Regions from separate parts of the Mus musculus genome. Here all the other regions are linked to region 1. The links are chromatin contacts, called in public HiChIP or PLAC-seq maps. All regions are on one chromosome and are shown on one strand. Each heading gives the region's core, a stretch centred on a gene start, on an enhancer-like site or on the middle of the called end of the contact. The rest is flanking DNA. Distances are from core to core; before and after follow the strand shown.

Region 1 (2,568 bases), core at 24-2,523:
TGTGTGTGACTATTTTGGAGATAATGGAGAACAGTGATGGGCATTCTCAGACTTCTCCAAGGAAAGCCTCACCACTGCACAACGCCCTGGTTTGGAAACTGGAGGGAAGCTGAAGTAGAGAGCTTAGAAAAGAGTGGGATTTGGGATCGGAGCAGAGGTCAACAAATGAGCAGTGCAGTGCCAATGCGCTGAAGTCCTTTTGTTTTCTCCTGAGAGTACCCTGGCCACCGAATCTGTCCAAGGGTAACCCTGACTACAAGTTCCCTCAGATCCCACCCACCTCGCACACAGAGTGCGTTTCAGGTGGCACTCAAAGAGTGAAAGCTCTCAGACTGGCATCAGGATGTCAGCGGGTGCTGTGGCACATTTCCCGGTCCGTGCTCTTTCTGACTTCCCTTGGGTCAAGGAGAAGAGGAAGCTCGGGGATTACTGGGCATCCCTCTAGCCTGCCTCTGCCACCCCCACCCCCTAACTCTACTCACCTGGGATGTGCTGCCATACGGGTGTCCAAAAGGTGAAAAGGCCATAGCAGGGCGTCTTCAGGGACTTGAGTCCCTCTTTCCTTTCGAGTCCCTTGCTCAGCTCTGTGATTCGATGACCCCAGCAGCGCAGCGCAGCGTCTGGTTTTCTTACAGGGCTGCAGGAGCTGGCCGCCAGTTCGTTGGCAGGAGGGGAGAGACGGGAGGCAGAATCAAAGGCAGAGGGGCTGCCGAGTTCTGCGATTGGTAAGGCACCCCTACGGCCTGTGGGTTCCAGAAGGCAGAGGGGCCCATGGATCGGCGGCAGAATTAGGAAGAAGGAGTAGGGTGCCAAAGGCGCGCAGGGGCAAGGTGAGGTACAGCGCAGCGTCGGGCTGTGAGGTTCCCGAGGTGTCCCAGTCCAAGGTGGCCAGAGGCTCAACGTGACGTCACGGTAATCCCCGGCCGCCAGAGGGGACCGCGGGCCCCGGGGCCCCGGGCCACCGAGTGTGCCAAGGGCAGCCAGCCCGTGTACATGCACGCACTCTCGGATACACTCGTTCTTGCTCTGCGAGGTTTGTGCAACGGGCGAGAAACGTCAAAGACCCTGACCCTCGACTCGCCGCTAGATCCTACCCTCTTTCGCCTGCAGCTCACGCGCGCGCGCGCACACAGACCCTCTCCAAATTCCCCGGGAGAAGTGGGAAATACGCCTCCCGGCGAGCCGTGCGGGCCCAGGGTGCAGCGTGCTCGCCTCCTCCCCTGCGGCCCCCGAGGAGGCAAGAGGCAAGCGGGGCGGCGAGGGAGGAGAGAATACAAAAGAAGAGCCCAGAGGAAACTGGGGGAGGCAGGCAAGGGGGGAGAAAAAGGAGGGAGAGGAGAGCTGAGGAGTCTGATGGCGGGGGTGGGGGGTGGGGGGAGTGGGGTGGGCGAGGGCTGGGAGGAGGCAGAGCCGGAGCAGGTGGAGGAGAGCAGGGGCTCGCAGGACCAGCCTCCAACTACAACCCATCTCCGCCTCTCCTCTGCATCAAAGTTTGTTGGCCCCTCCGTCCCGGGAGCTCTTAGGGTTGGACCAGCTCCAGCAGCTTTGATCAAGCCCCCCGGGCAGCCCATCTGTGTCCTTGGGGATGTGGCTTGGGTCTCAGTTTCCCCAAATCGTTGGCTAATCCCAGCCCTGGCCAGGTCCTTGACCTCTTGGGCGTCTCTGCAGAGGTCTGGCCCTGGGCTAGACCGACGAGCGCCCCCTCCAGATCGAGGTGCAGCCTCTGTAAGAGAGCTCCCATACACGCACCAAGTCTGATCCCTTGCATCTGTAGGCTGCCAGCCAAGAGTCTGGGCCATCTCCGCCAGAGGCCAGGCTTGGCTCCTTCCCGAGTGCCGCCAGCGGTGTCCGCCCCAAGCCCGAAAGCGGGGCGAAGGCTTCACGGCCCCAGGGCTACCTCTGCACTCCTCTTGGGGTGGCGCTGGCGAGCCGTAGAGGAGAGCTCCGGAGGGAGTAGCGCCAGGGACACTCAGCTGGGCCCAATGGTGTAATAAACTCCTTCGCTGGCTTTTCAAAAAAAAGCACCGATGCCTCTGGAAACAGGGGGTTGCTTGCAAGACTTCCGGACAGGGGTGGCCAGTTAGCAAGTGCTATAGATTTTGCACACTTACAGGCTGACACCATTCCGAAGACATGTCTAAGGATCAGGAGGGGCTTGCAGACTGGCGATGAAAGGTCTTAGGTGGCGCTGCTGCGGCACCAGGTGGGGTTTGCAATTCAGAAAGCCTTACCTTTCAGTCGCCCTGTCACAGCGCTAGTGCACTTGACAGGTCTTGGACGGTCCTAGATCTTTACTATACCTCCTCTAGGGGTTCCGGAGTTTGTTCAGGGACAATGTTTTATTTTTCTATTGAAACTCGAGACGGTGTGATCCAGGGGATACTGAGAGCTCTCAGTTCTTGCCAGGAGAAAGAGGCAAGGTTGGGGGCCCAGGCAGGAAGTCCCTCCACAAGTTTGCCTCTGGCCTCTGACTTGGCAAGCCACACCCAGTGACCTCTTTAGAATGGCACTCTAGGCTCAGCATCTGCTCACCTCTCACAGTTTATGTTTAATAGACAAGGAGCTTAA
Region 2 (2,568 bases), core at 33-2,532, 1.1 Mb after region 1:
GAGAGGAGGAAAGGTCTCTGGTCCTGCCTACCTGCAAGTTTCTGTAAAATAATGAATACAGACAGCTTGGGGACTGTCCACCTGCGCTACCTGCCTCTGCCTGCCTCCAAAGTGAAACCACCGGGGATTGGCAGAAGGCACTTGTCTGACAGGGCCAGGACAGCCTTTCTCCTCCACGACAGCCCGGGCCTACCCTCTTAAACTTGACCCACCGTAATTCCTTCACAATGCAGCAGCGAGGCAGCTGACAGTAGCAGCTGCAGTTCTAAGCGAGATGGATGGAATTTTCATAACTGGTTCCCCAAGTTACATTTTACCTTCAAGATAATTTATGAGCTGCTCTGAAGCCTTGAAGAGACAATATGCTTGCCATAAAATTAACTCTAACAGTCTTGTAGGTTATAATTAACACTGGGAGGGGAACGCCAACTGGACGAAACACATGGCGTAATTGATGGTGAAGCAGGGCGCAGAGGAGGCTGGCAGTGTGACTGCTGCTGCTGCTGCTGCTGCTGCTGCTGAGCACGAGTGTGAGAGCACATGCACACACGCACGCACACAAGTGCACATGCGCACACGCACACAGACACACACTCAGCACAACCCGGGCTTTTCTGAGGCTTCATCACAGTCACCTAGCAGGCCTCATGGCCAGGGACAGAAGAAGCCAGAGCTGAGCAGGGAGGTAGGGGGTTTGAAGCTCAACCCTGGGGCAAGTGGGTGGAGCCACAGAGCGGAAGGGGATGGGCAGCAATCCTGGAACTGTCAAGGAGCTGGGTGGTATACTGACAGCTCAGGCCAGGTCCCACAGGGGAGCCTTCCATGAAAAAAATGACTTCATTAAACAAACAAACAAACAAACAAACAAGCAATCATCTTTGGCAGTGAAGGATACACAAAAAATAGAGAATCAAGATTTCTAAAAAGGTTCTTCCAGGACTCAAGCTAGACACTCAGAACACCACAGAAGGAAGTCTTTTCTACAGTGTGGACATCTCAGGAGCCAACAAAGGTGATCAGTGAAACGTGGATGTTTATTAAATTACAAAGTCCAGGGGTGACAACAGAGGAGGCTAATCAGAAGTCATGCCAATCACTGCGGTTTTTCCTGACATGGCAAGCTGTTTCTGTCTGTGCCTGAATCCTGAACTGCCCGATCGACACTCATGCCTAACACTGGGACCAGTCAAATAATTTTAATGAGCAATTTTAAGGTGACTGGCCTATTTTCCTTCTCTGGTTTGGTTTGTTTTTGTCCTAGGACAAGATACTGGAGAGTTCTGATAAATGACGCAACAGTGCCCCCTGCAGGCCGTCTGTGCTGCACTCCGCCAACCTGGCACCTTCTGAACCAGAAGCCAGCTCAACTTTATCTATAACCTGGAATATTCATTACAGAGTAAATTTGTAAAATACACTGGGGACACCCCTGAGATAGAATAAAATGACTATTCTTCACGTGTAGTAAATTGTTTCCCAGATATAAACATACTGTTCCGCTGACGAGGAACCTGTGATAGAGCAGATAAATCGCTACCCTTTCACCTCAGGGCGCCTGCTCCACTCGGCCTTGATTAACACGGCCCCAAAATTACTTGACCTGGAGGCTGTACAGAGTCTTGGAGGCTCAACTTTGATGTTCTCTCATCTTCCTCCCCACTCTCCTGCCTCCTAAAAAGATTGCAATCAATACAAAAGAAACAACACAGCTATAAAAGGTGGAGACTTCCCGTTAGAAGACTAATGGTGGCGAGATTCATACGGCACGGGCTGCAGATGACTGCCTCGCCGAGAGATGCACTCAGAGCGGCACACACGGCGAGGTGTGCTCAGGTGGCAGAGGAAATAGGTATTTACACACACAATTGCTTATCCCCACACCGGGAAAGACCTGGAAGCACTGGACGTCCTGTACGGTGAGACCGAAGTCAACACACTGAGCCATGTGAGTAGCTGACAGAGCTTTGCCACTGTCCCACTGTGCTCCTAGCAGCGGAGCCAGGCATGCTAACTTAAGTTTCATCTCTACTACTGACTAGCAGTCAGCCTGGGCGACGTGCTCTGTATCCTGAGCTGCAGTCTCATCACAGAGAGCACTGAGCACTTCCAGTTGTTGTCAGCTGGTTCTAGTTCACTATCACTACCGGTGGCTCCACTCCAAGTTTTAAGGGAAAGGAGGGAGAAAGCCATGTCTATGATTGCCGCTCTCCGGGATCTTTTATCCAGGCTGGAAGATGTCACCTGCCTGGAGGGTCACGTGGCTCAAGACGCTGTATTTTAGGTAAAGTTGAATTGATCCAAAGTGTCTGTGAACTGCCTAGATTTTTACACCCAGTTGCTCAGAGAGCCTGGAGCCCAGACCTACATCTGTCATTTCTAGGTGCGAATACTTAGCCCAAGCCCAGAGAAGGACTAGCGCAGGTTGTTTCCTCTCTACACCTCACTCAGCACTAACGGGCCTCCATTATCAGTGTGGGGCTTCACATTTGGACACTCTGCCAAAGGAGAGGGCAGTGTGAAAGAGTGCATTCTTGACTTTGTTCTTTTGGTCCGTCCGGGCACTGTTCT
Region 3 (2,568 bases), core at 32-2,531, 1.1 Mb after region 1:
AGACAGTCCAAATGTGTCGAGTTAGCAAACAAGATAAATGACTGTCTGACATGATGTTTTATAAATCCTATTAACAGGCTGTAAAGGAGGTGATAGTTCCCTAAACAGGAAAATTAATTTTCTCAGTCCAATCCCCACTGTACATACAAGAATGCGGAGTATCTGAGGGGCTCATTGTTCATGCTGATTTCAGCTTGTGTATTAATGGAACTCTCTGGCAATCACGCTTCATACTCTTCAAAGTACCTGGACGCTCGTTAGTCCCCTGGGTGTGTTTTGCTTTTATTTTGTTGGAATAACAGAGACAGGCACAGCACAGCGGCTCACTGCAGTTGGTTTAAAGCTGAGCTAGAACCTTGGCTGTTCCTTGAGACTTTTACACTGCGTGCGGACCTAGAGAGCCAGTTTGTTACATGGAGATGGGCATTTATTCCCACGCTCTCTGCCCGTGGCCTGGGAGGGTGCTAACACTGTTTATAACCCTGTATCTGATTAAACTGGAGTGAAGTTTGCTTATTACTTGATATTTTCACTCTTCAAATCACAGAAGCTAATGACTCTCAACCTTATGGAAATAAGCAGCCCTTCTGTGAATGGCGTGTGCTCCCTTTATTTTAAGACCAAGACACATTCTAATGATTGGCACAATTCTGGTTTTGCCTTTTCTTGCCAGAAAGAAAATATGGCTTTAATAGAAGTGTACATCTGTGTGGTATTACATGCATGTAAAACAGATGTAACCTAATTACGTTTTCATTTAAATTGCTAAATAGCTACTTAAGTAAAAAGCTAAAATAACATACAAACAACAGTTACTATAATGACAAGTGTACTTAGAATTACATGAAAAGGATCAAAGCTACAGGAGACAGAATTTGAGTTGGTCTTTCAGAAAAGACAGAGTGACACACCAATGCAGTCTTCAGCTTACTCAGTAATCTATGGTCTCCCCAGCTAGACCTCACTGCAGAGTTTGCCGCAGCCTAGACACAGGGAAGAAAACCTACAGCATTTACAGAAGGCTGTGTGGTTCAGGACGATTAGACACACTCTACCAGAGATTACATAGCAAACCCTAAATTGGAAATTAGAATTCCAAGGCAATACAATCAGCCTGATTAGAGTTCTAAGCAGATCCTGTGAGGCTGGGATCAGAAAGCAGCTCCCAACTTCGAGATCAGAGTCTCCTTTTTGTATTTCTAGGACACAACACAGTGTTGCTGATTGCATATTCATGACAGGGCCCTTCCTGCGCCACACAAAGGCTCCTCAGATATCCAGGGCATTTGGGATGATCCTCAGCCCTGGTGCCCACTGAGCGCAAGGTTAGCTCTCACAAAGGAGCAGGGGACAACATATCACCAACAGTGATATGAGCTCAACAGTGAGCTCTAGACAACTCTTCAACCTGACCCTGCTGGGGGGTGGGGGTGGTAGAGGATGGATGCCTGGCCCGAGCCTTGCCTTTTCTATTTCAACCACATTTTTAACTAAAGCGAATTTCCGGTATTTGGTGACAGTGGTTTTGTTTTAAGTGGACTAAGAGTGCTGGAGTATCAGCGCCCCGTGAGCTTATCTCGGGATCAGAACTGTCTGTCAGCCAACGCACAGGACTTGGAACAGGAGTGCAAGCTGCAGACGCTCCCACTCAGCTTTCTCTTCTAAACCAGACGGGCCAGTTTTACTCAAGTTTAGTCAGGACTGCAAACATAAAATAAAGTAAAATAAAACAAAATAAAGGCTCTAAATCTGGCTTTGTTTGTTTGCCTGTTTTGTGGGTCTGAAATGTTTAAGACTTTTCAAAACTAAAGGGACCATCCCTGCTGAACCTGAACCAAGAAGTTTCCTACATGGACAGATTCTAAATTTAGCATCCTATTTAAGGTCTTACACACACACACACACACACACACACCCCTTCCCAACTATAAACACAGACTGTGGACGGAGCTCAGAGGCAGAGAGCTTGCCTGCATGTGTGAGGCCCCAAGCTCTATCACACGCACAGCAAAAACAAAATAAAAATAAGATAAAAAATATATAGGTAGCCTCATTTTATCCATCAGATGCCCTTTCTCTAGGAGGGAAAAGATGACAAGTCTGACAGTCATGAGGTTGGGAGCTGGAAAAGGAAGTGTCAACCTTGCGTGGCTGGCTTGTGCATCTCAGACAGTATCTTAACTTAATGGTGGATAGTAGGGCTGCAAAGACGGGCACGTGGCCACCCATCACCTTTCTTTGGTGAATGTGGTACTTTAGACCCAAGTGGGCCCCGTGCACTCAAAGGTTAGGGTGGGATTTACTTAGTTTTCTTCTTCACATTTGGTCATCCTACCCCTGTGGTGAAACACACTACCAGTTCCCAACTCTGGATCCACAAGAGAAATGAGCTGTATCTGTGAAGAGGACAGGAAACACAATTCAAGAACCTTCCGTTGTCTAGCCGAGTCTTTCATCCAGGGTTTTGGCTTGGTCTCTTGTCCTCTGCTGTTCACTCTGTGTAAAGAATGTCCATAAAGTTTCACAACGACTGAGAACATGGTTGTGAGGGACAAGCGGAGTCTTGCC
Region 4 (2,568 bases), core at 18-2,517, 1.0 Mb after region 1:
TGGCTGACTATGCCAAACCCCCGAATCCTAGAAGATTAAAATGTAATCAGAGTTCTTCCTCATACCTCAGGGACACACAGATCTAACATTCCTTTAAAAAAAAGAGAGAGATAAGTTTAATTAATGTATGCATAAAAATAGCCATGGTTAAAAAAATGCTTTCATTTCCTGGGTAATTTTTCGGGGAGTGCATGCATATGGTTGCTGTTATTGCTTGAAAGATAGAAAGATGCTTAAGCCTGCAGCAGTCAAAGGTTTACAAGACGAGGGCTGCTGCTCTCTGCCTGGCCCCGGGAAGGGTGTGATGAACACGATCTGAAATCAATATCAGGGAACAGTTACTGCATCTCAATATTATTTGCGGAGATGGGCTTCTGGGAGGAGAGTGGGTAAGAGAGATATGTCAATAGCTTTAACGAAGCACTCCACAGCCATGCACAAAGGGAGGTCAAATAACTATCAGCCGACCAATCCCAATTGTAAGTAGTAAAAATGATAAAATCAATATTATTAAATAAAAAGTTAGCACTGCTATTGAACCCTCTCATGATCTTGGCAGAGCCTGGCTGCAAACGAAGGAGGCCCTTTTCCAATCTCTTTGCTGGTAAGTGGTGAGGACGGTGAGCATCCGCACCCAGGAATTTTTCACCTGTACACTGAGCCGCAGGAACTGCTAGGAACCAGTGATCCTTGCCAGTCCTGGTCCCACAGCTGGGCCGATCGCTTTGAGCTGGCTTTTGCCTCTCTGTCCTTCTGGGTGGCAGAGGTTGGACTAATTCAAGCCTCTTGAGGAACAAAGGAAGGACCTGCTTGGTGTCCTCGCCAATCTCAAGATTTAGAAATTTATCAGAAAAAAAAAAATCATGGTGCTGGGATGGAGAACAAGGGCATTTCAAGAGCAGAGGACTGACCTGCCCTCCTTGGTAGAGAGGTAGTCTCAAAGCCAAGGCTGTGTTCTTCCTTGCTGCGGCTAATCCTGATTCTGGAAGTGATATGCAGACAGGTACCGAGAAACAAACATTTAGAAAAAGACTGCCCAGTCAAAAATGCCCTAGCCCTGCCTACAAGAAGGGGAAATTAAAAAAAAAGAAAGAAAGAAAGAAAGAAAGAAAGAAAGAAAGAAAGAAAGAAAGAAAGAAAAGAAAAGAAAAGAAAAGAAAAAGAAACAAAACAAAACAAAACGAAAGGAAAGAGTGCCTAAGAGTGAGTAGCAGGCAGCCCGTGGGCGAGGCGGCATGTGCTGCTCTGACCCGCATTTAAACACACAGCTGCTTAGCCTTTCGAGCACCCAGAGTTGGCTCCGTGTTTACATTTCATAGAAGCTACTACAGAGAGTAAACAGGAACCTTTGGTGAATTATTTAGCATACAAATAAGCCAGCAAGGAAGACTAAGTAAGCGCTGTGAACTAACTGGATTGAAATATTCATCTGTAAATAACCCTCCAATCTGGCGCTTTCACGTACAAATACTACATGGAACATTAGACACAACTAGCTTCTAGGGATATTTAGGCTCACTAGAGAGCAATTTTTATGTCTACTGGCATCTGTGGGTAGTGATATGGACTGACTGTTAATATAACCAACATAAAATTTATGTGAACACTCACTGAAATAGCAGCACACTGTCAGACAGCTGGTGGCTGATGCGGAGCACATGCGGGTTTTATATGCACTGCGTAAACTAACCTTTGCAATAAAGATTTAGCAGGTTTATTAGTTTAGGAAATCGCTATAATTAAGGATAATTCATAATGGCCGCTTATCCACTCTCCAGCAATAGCTCGCTTAATTTAGGCTCCATTTCTTTGAGCCATAAATAAGTGAGCTGCTATCTTCTGCACAGATGTGGCATTCAACTTGTTCATGTTGGCTGGTTTTTTGCTTGTGTTTTAATCAAAAGCATTAGTAGGTGAGGCTATAAAAAGCCCAAGGTTTGAAATAAAATTAGCAAGGGCTGCACTGGCAAAGTTTATTTTTATCTCCTAGCTTCCTTCCCCCTCACAAACAACCTCAGCGCCAAAGATCTAACCTCCCCTTCCAGAGGTAAGAGCGATTACAAACAAATAATCCTTTAAAGTGTGCTAAAGGAGCTTTCATTTTAAAATCCAAGGAGAGGGAACGTGACAGAGCAATAACGTTAATGAAGGCCAAAGAAATATGAGCGTGACCTCTCTACAGTATTTCCATTTAACTGCGCATGTAATTAAAGCCTGACCTTTGTGAGTGCAGCACACTCGGCTGTGCGGGGCTGTGCGGCAACTTCCCCTGTGATCCGAGCTCCTCTGCAGGGAGACAGCGGACATTTCCACAAGTGCAGTGCTGTCTCCTGCCTTCAGGATTGGCCAGGACGCACGGTCACGCGCTTGCTCCCTGTTCCATGGATGGGGATACTCTGTGCTGCCTCTTAGCTACACCTGACGCTCTTCCTGCACACAGCCTCTGACTCTTCCTGCCAGTGGGCATTTTCTGCAGACACCCAGGGCATGAGTCAGCAAAAGGTAGCCAATGCCCGAACCCAGGCCCGGATTCTACCCTGAACTAGCTGGTAAGTATGCATTAGGTAC
Region 5 (2,568 bases), core at 40-2,539, 1.0 Mb after region 1:
TGTCTCTGTACCAGTCGGCTTGTCAGTTGGATAGTCTTAACAAACTGTCTCAGCTCCAAACAGATACTAATAGTCTGCAAAATTGGACTTGAACCCAGTGCCCACTGCTAAGAGAACAGTATTAACTGCAGGATACCTATAGAATGGACTCCTTGGCAACAGTAAAACAGGCCGGCGGGGAGTGGGGAGAGAGGGGGTATTGATCTGCTCTGCCATAGAAAGATTTCCAAACACAACATGATTGCTAATTAAAACCCACCACCACCACCACCACCACCACCACCACCACCACCACCACCACCACCACCACCATCATCACCACCACCACCACCACCACCACCACCATCACCACCACCACCATCATCACCACAAAACCACAAGAAAACAACCCGGACACTGATGATACCAGCAAAATAGCCCCTTATTTGCCTCTGGGTCCACACATGCACATCTACAGATGCAGGGAGTAACATCTAGGAGAGCAAGGGCATGAGTGGGGTGAGCTGTGGTCCAAGAGGACTCTGCTCTTATCTAAAAAGCGTATGCTTTGGTGAGGGAATATATTTGTGCATTATGCTTGTGTGGCTGGGACCAGAGGAGGATGCAAGCAGCTGGAGGAACCGGCTCTCCTCAGCTGGGGATGCTTGGCAGTCGTTCCAGGTCATAAAGCCTTTGGTCCCCAGCTCCTCACTCTCGGACCCAATTCTGGGAACCCAGTGAGAATGAAGCTCCTGGTCTGGACAGGTCAGCTAGGTAAAAGAAGTCTTTTGCATCGTGAGGGAGATTTATCCACGCATTCTTTGCTGGCTTTGATAAAGACAGGCTCCTCGGAGGGCTGGAGGGGGGGATTTATTTTGAAAGCCCACCTCGTGTCTCTAAACTTCTGTTGATGAGACTGAGGCTCAGCCCGGGAAATGGTAAACGGGGTAGGAAGGTCCCGGTCCTAATCCTGAACGATGTGTACGACTTCTCTCCCCTCTTCACGCCTGTTAAGAAAGCTTGTCAAAACAAAGCTGGCGAGTGGAAACAGATGTTTTTTTTTTCCCTACCAAAATGCTCTCAGGAATAGTTCTGTCTCTTTTCTGAGTTAACTGTACAAACAGCTTCTCCTTGTCCTCTGTGAAGCCCCTGGCATGCTTCTTGGGCCCCTCTGGGCATACATACTCAAAAGGGTCTGGCCACGGAGGCCTAAAGGTCCCTTAAACCCTGAGGACAGGGCAAGGCCTGGGGCTCTCAGTCCATGCTCTGCCTGGAGCAGCCTACACGGCAAAGTGGGCACAGTCTTAGCTGGCCTCCCAGAAGGCCGGTGTCCACTCTCTGCTGACTCTGCCTTGCCCTTCCCTAAGTGGCCTCCTCTAGGATGCTGAGGGGCTTGGGGCTACAGGATTCACCCCTTGCAGTTCACGACCCCTCCCCCAAGACTTCGCTTTTAGGCACCTTTGTTGCTAAAGGCATTTAACTCTAATTCCATTTGACTTCAATTGTGTCCAAATTACTGTAAAAAGGAAGAAGACAACACGCTGTAAATATGAAGAGAGACAGAAAATCATTGAGAATCCTGCCTTTATGAATATTTGATGAGGAAAGGTTAGATCCATAGCTGGTAAATTATAAGAAATTATGTCCGTCATGTGACTCTGTCAGCAGGGGTTAATACAAATGGTGTGGGCCTTAGTTGGGATGACAATGCAGATTAGAAAAGATTTGCCCTGTCCGCGCCACCGCAATCCCTTTTTCTTCTATTATTGGTGTAATAGAGTTGATCATTAGGACTGTGCAACAGAGCACTTGTTTTCTCAGTCCGTCACTACATTTTCACAATGCATTTTTCATCTCTGCTAATCTCGCCCTTAATTGTGTGGTCGCTGTGGGCAGGATCCAATTATTAACTCTTTTGATCCTTCGGTGGCCCTGCCTTGGAGCTCGCAGATGAGACGGACGCCGGGCAGTCAGCCTGCATTTCTCTGCATCTGGATGCATGGATCTTGTGGTTCATTTAGTGTAAGCAGGGAAAAAAAATGGTTATTTTTCTCAAATAACAGCTCTAGCCAAGTGTGAAATTGTATATAATTGTGTTATAGGATCCTGCCCGGGTTAAAGGGCTTCTTGGAGCTTCCATGATGAACCTGATTTCTCAGGTGTTTATGATTTGCTTTCAGTTTTAAGAAATCTGAATTAGACCTGACGTGTTCTGCCTGGAGGCTTATTGTTGTTGTTGTTGTTACTTTGCGGAGGGGATTAACGTGGCAATCCTGGATCGTTTGTACCGATGGCCAGGGCAGTGGCCTTGATAAACAGAGGTGGGGACTCTGATGACCGGGCAGCTTGGTGACCCCAACAGGGCTGGGGGGGATCTTGAAAGTGGGTGCTGGTGAGAAGCCAGCTCCTGAAGGAGAGTGGGGCCAGTGAGATGACTCAGCTAGCAAAGTCGCTTGCCACCCAGCCTGATGATGGGAGGTTCATCTTGGACTCCACATAGTAGACAGAGAGAAATAACCTCCTTACATGCTCCTTAGAATATGCACTGATCTTACACCCCACCCTGCTAAACAAACAAACATTTAAGAA

What was found. HiChIP or PLAC-seq counts read pairs in DNA pulled down with a chosen protein or histone mark.
Region 2: an H3K4me3 HiChIP or PLAC-seq map of craniofacial prominence shows a contact between it and region 1, with 9 times the contacts expected there. The contact joins the enhancer-like site here to the promoter of Irx6 in region 1. A contact is called at or near these places in 8 of 39 promoter capture datasets (the 3T3-L1 cell line, cranial neural crest, embryonic stem cells and 4 more), 2 of 484 Hi-C or Micro-C datasets (embryonic stem cells and nephron progenitors), 8 of 115 datasets of contacts at active chromatin or transcription factors (craniofacial prominence, embryonic forebrain, embryonic hindbrain and 5 more) and 1 of 9 other capture datasets (embryonic stem cells).
Region 3: a contact with region 1 is called in an H3K4me3 HiChIP or PLAC-seq map of embryonic forebrain, with 5 times the contacts expected there. The contact joins the enhancer-like site here to the promoter of Irx6 in region 1. A contact is called at or near these places in 5 of 39 promoter capture datasets (the C10 cell line, cranial neural crest, hippocampal neurons and 2 more) and 2 of 115 datasets of contacts at active chromatin or transcription factors (embryonic forebrain and stem cell-derived neural progenitor cells).
Region 4: an H3K4me3 HiChIP or PLAC-seq map of stem cell-derived neural progenitor cells shows a contact between it and region 1, with 3 times the contacts expected there. The contact joins the enhancer-like site here to the promoter of Irx6 in region 1. A contact is called at or near these places in 6 of 39 promoter capture datasets (the 3T3-L1 cell line, cranial neural crest, hippocampal neurons and 3 more), 5 of 115 datasets of contacts at active chromatin or transcription factors (embryonic forebrain, embryonic midbrain, embryonic stem cells and 2 more) and 1 of 9 other capture datasets (embryonic stem cells).
Region 5: a contact with region 1 is called in an H3K4me3 HiChIP or PLAC-seq map of embryonic midbrain, with 4 times the contacts expected there. The contact joins the enhancer-like site here to the promoter of Irx6 in region 1. A contact is called at or near these places in 8 of 39 promoter capture datasets (the 3T3-L1 cell line, cranial neural crest, hematopoietic stem and progenitor cells and 5 more) and 2 of 115 datasets of contacts at active chromatin or transcription factors (embryonic forebrain and embryonic midbrain).

Annotation. Positions count from the first base shown.
Region 1 is chr8:92,672,994-92,675,561 of GRCm38.p6, reverse strand. It overlaps Irx6 (Iroquois homeobox 6), which reads right to left and starts at 1,273. Exons shown (of 6, transcript NM_022428.3): 1 at 483-1,273. The coding sequence starts at 527.
Region 2 is chr8:91,530,910-91,533,477 of GRCm38.p6, reverse strand. All of the region lies in intron 8 of Fto (fat mass and obesity associated), which reads right to left. Among named protein-coding and RNA genes, the nearest start is that of 4831440D22Rik, 64 kb to the right of the region's middle. Within about 2 kb of position 1,282, at least 14 of the 459 cell types and tissues checked have an H3K27ac peak or open chromatin away from gene starts, as enhancers often do.
Region 3 is chr8:91,565,089-91,567,656 of GRCm38.p6, reverse strand. The region is part of intron 8 of Fto (fat mass and obesity associated); the gene reads right to left. Among named protein-coding and RNA genes, the nearest start is that of 4831440D22Rik, 99 kb to the right of the region's middle. Within about 2 kb of position 1,281, at least 49 of the 459 cell types and tissues checked have an H3K27ac peak or open chromatin away from gene starts, as enhancers often do. A contact at or near this core is called in stem cell-derived neural progenitor cells, where this site is marked.
Region 4 is chr8:91,629,575-91,632,142 of GRCm38.p6, reverse strand. The region is part of intron 8 of Fto (fat mass and obesity associated); the gene reads right to left. Among named protein-coding and RNA genes, the nearest start is that of Gm36325, 84 kb to the left of the region's middle. Within about 2 kb of position 1,267, at least 43 of the 459 cell types and tissues checked have an H3K27ac peak or open chromatin away from gene starts, as enhancers often do. A contact at or near this core is called in stem cell-derived neural progenitor cells, where this site is marked.
Region 5 is chr8:91,647,457-91,650,024 of GRCm38.p6, reverse strand. The region is part of intron 8 of Fto (fat mass and obesity associated); the gene reads right to left. Among named protein-coding and RNA genes, the nearest start is that of Gm36325, 66 kb to the left of the region's middle. Within about 2 kb of position 1,289, at least 17 of the 459 cell types and tissues checked have an H3K27ac peak or open chromatin away from gene starts, as enhancers often do.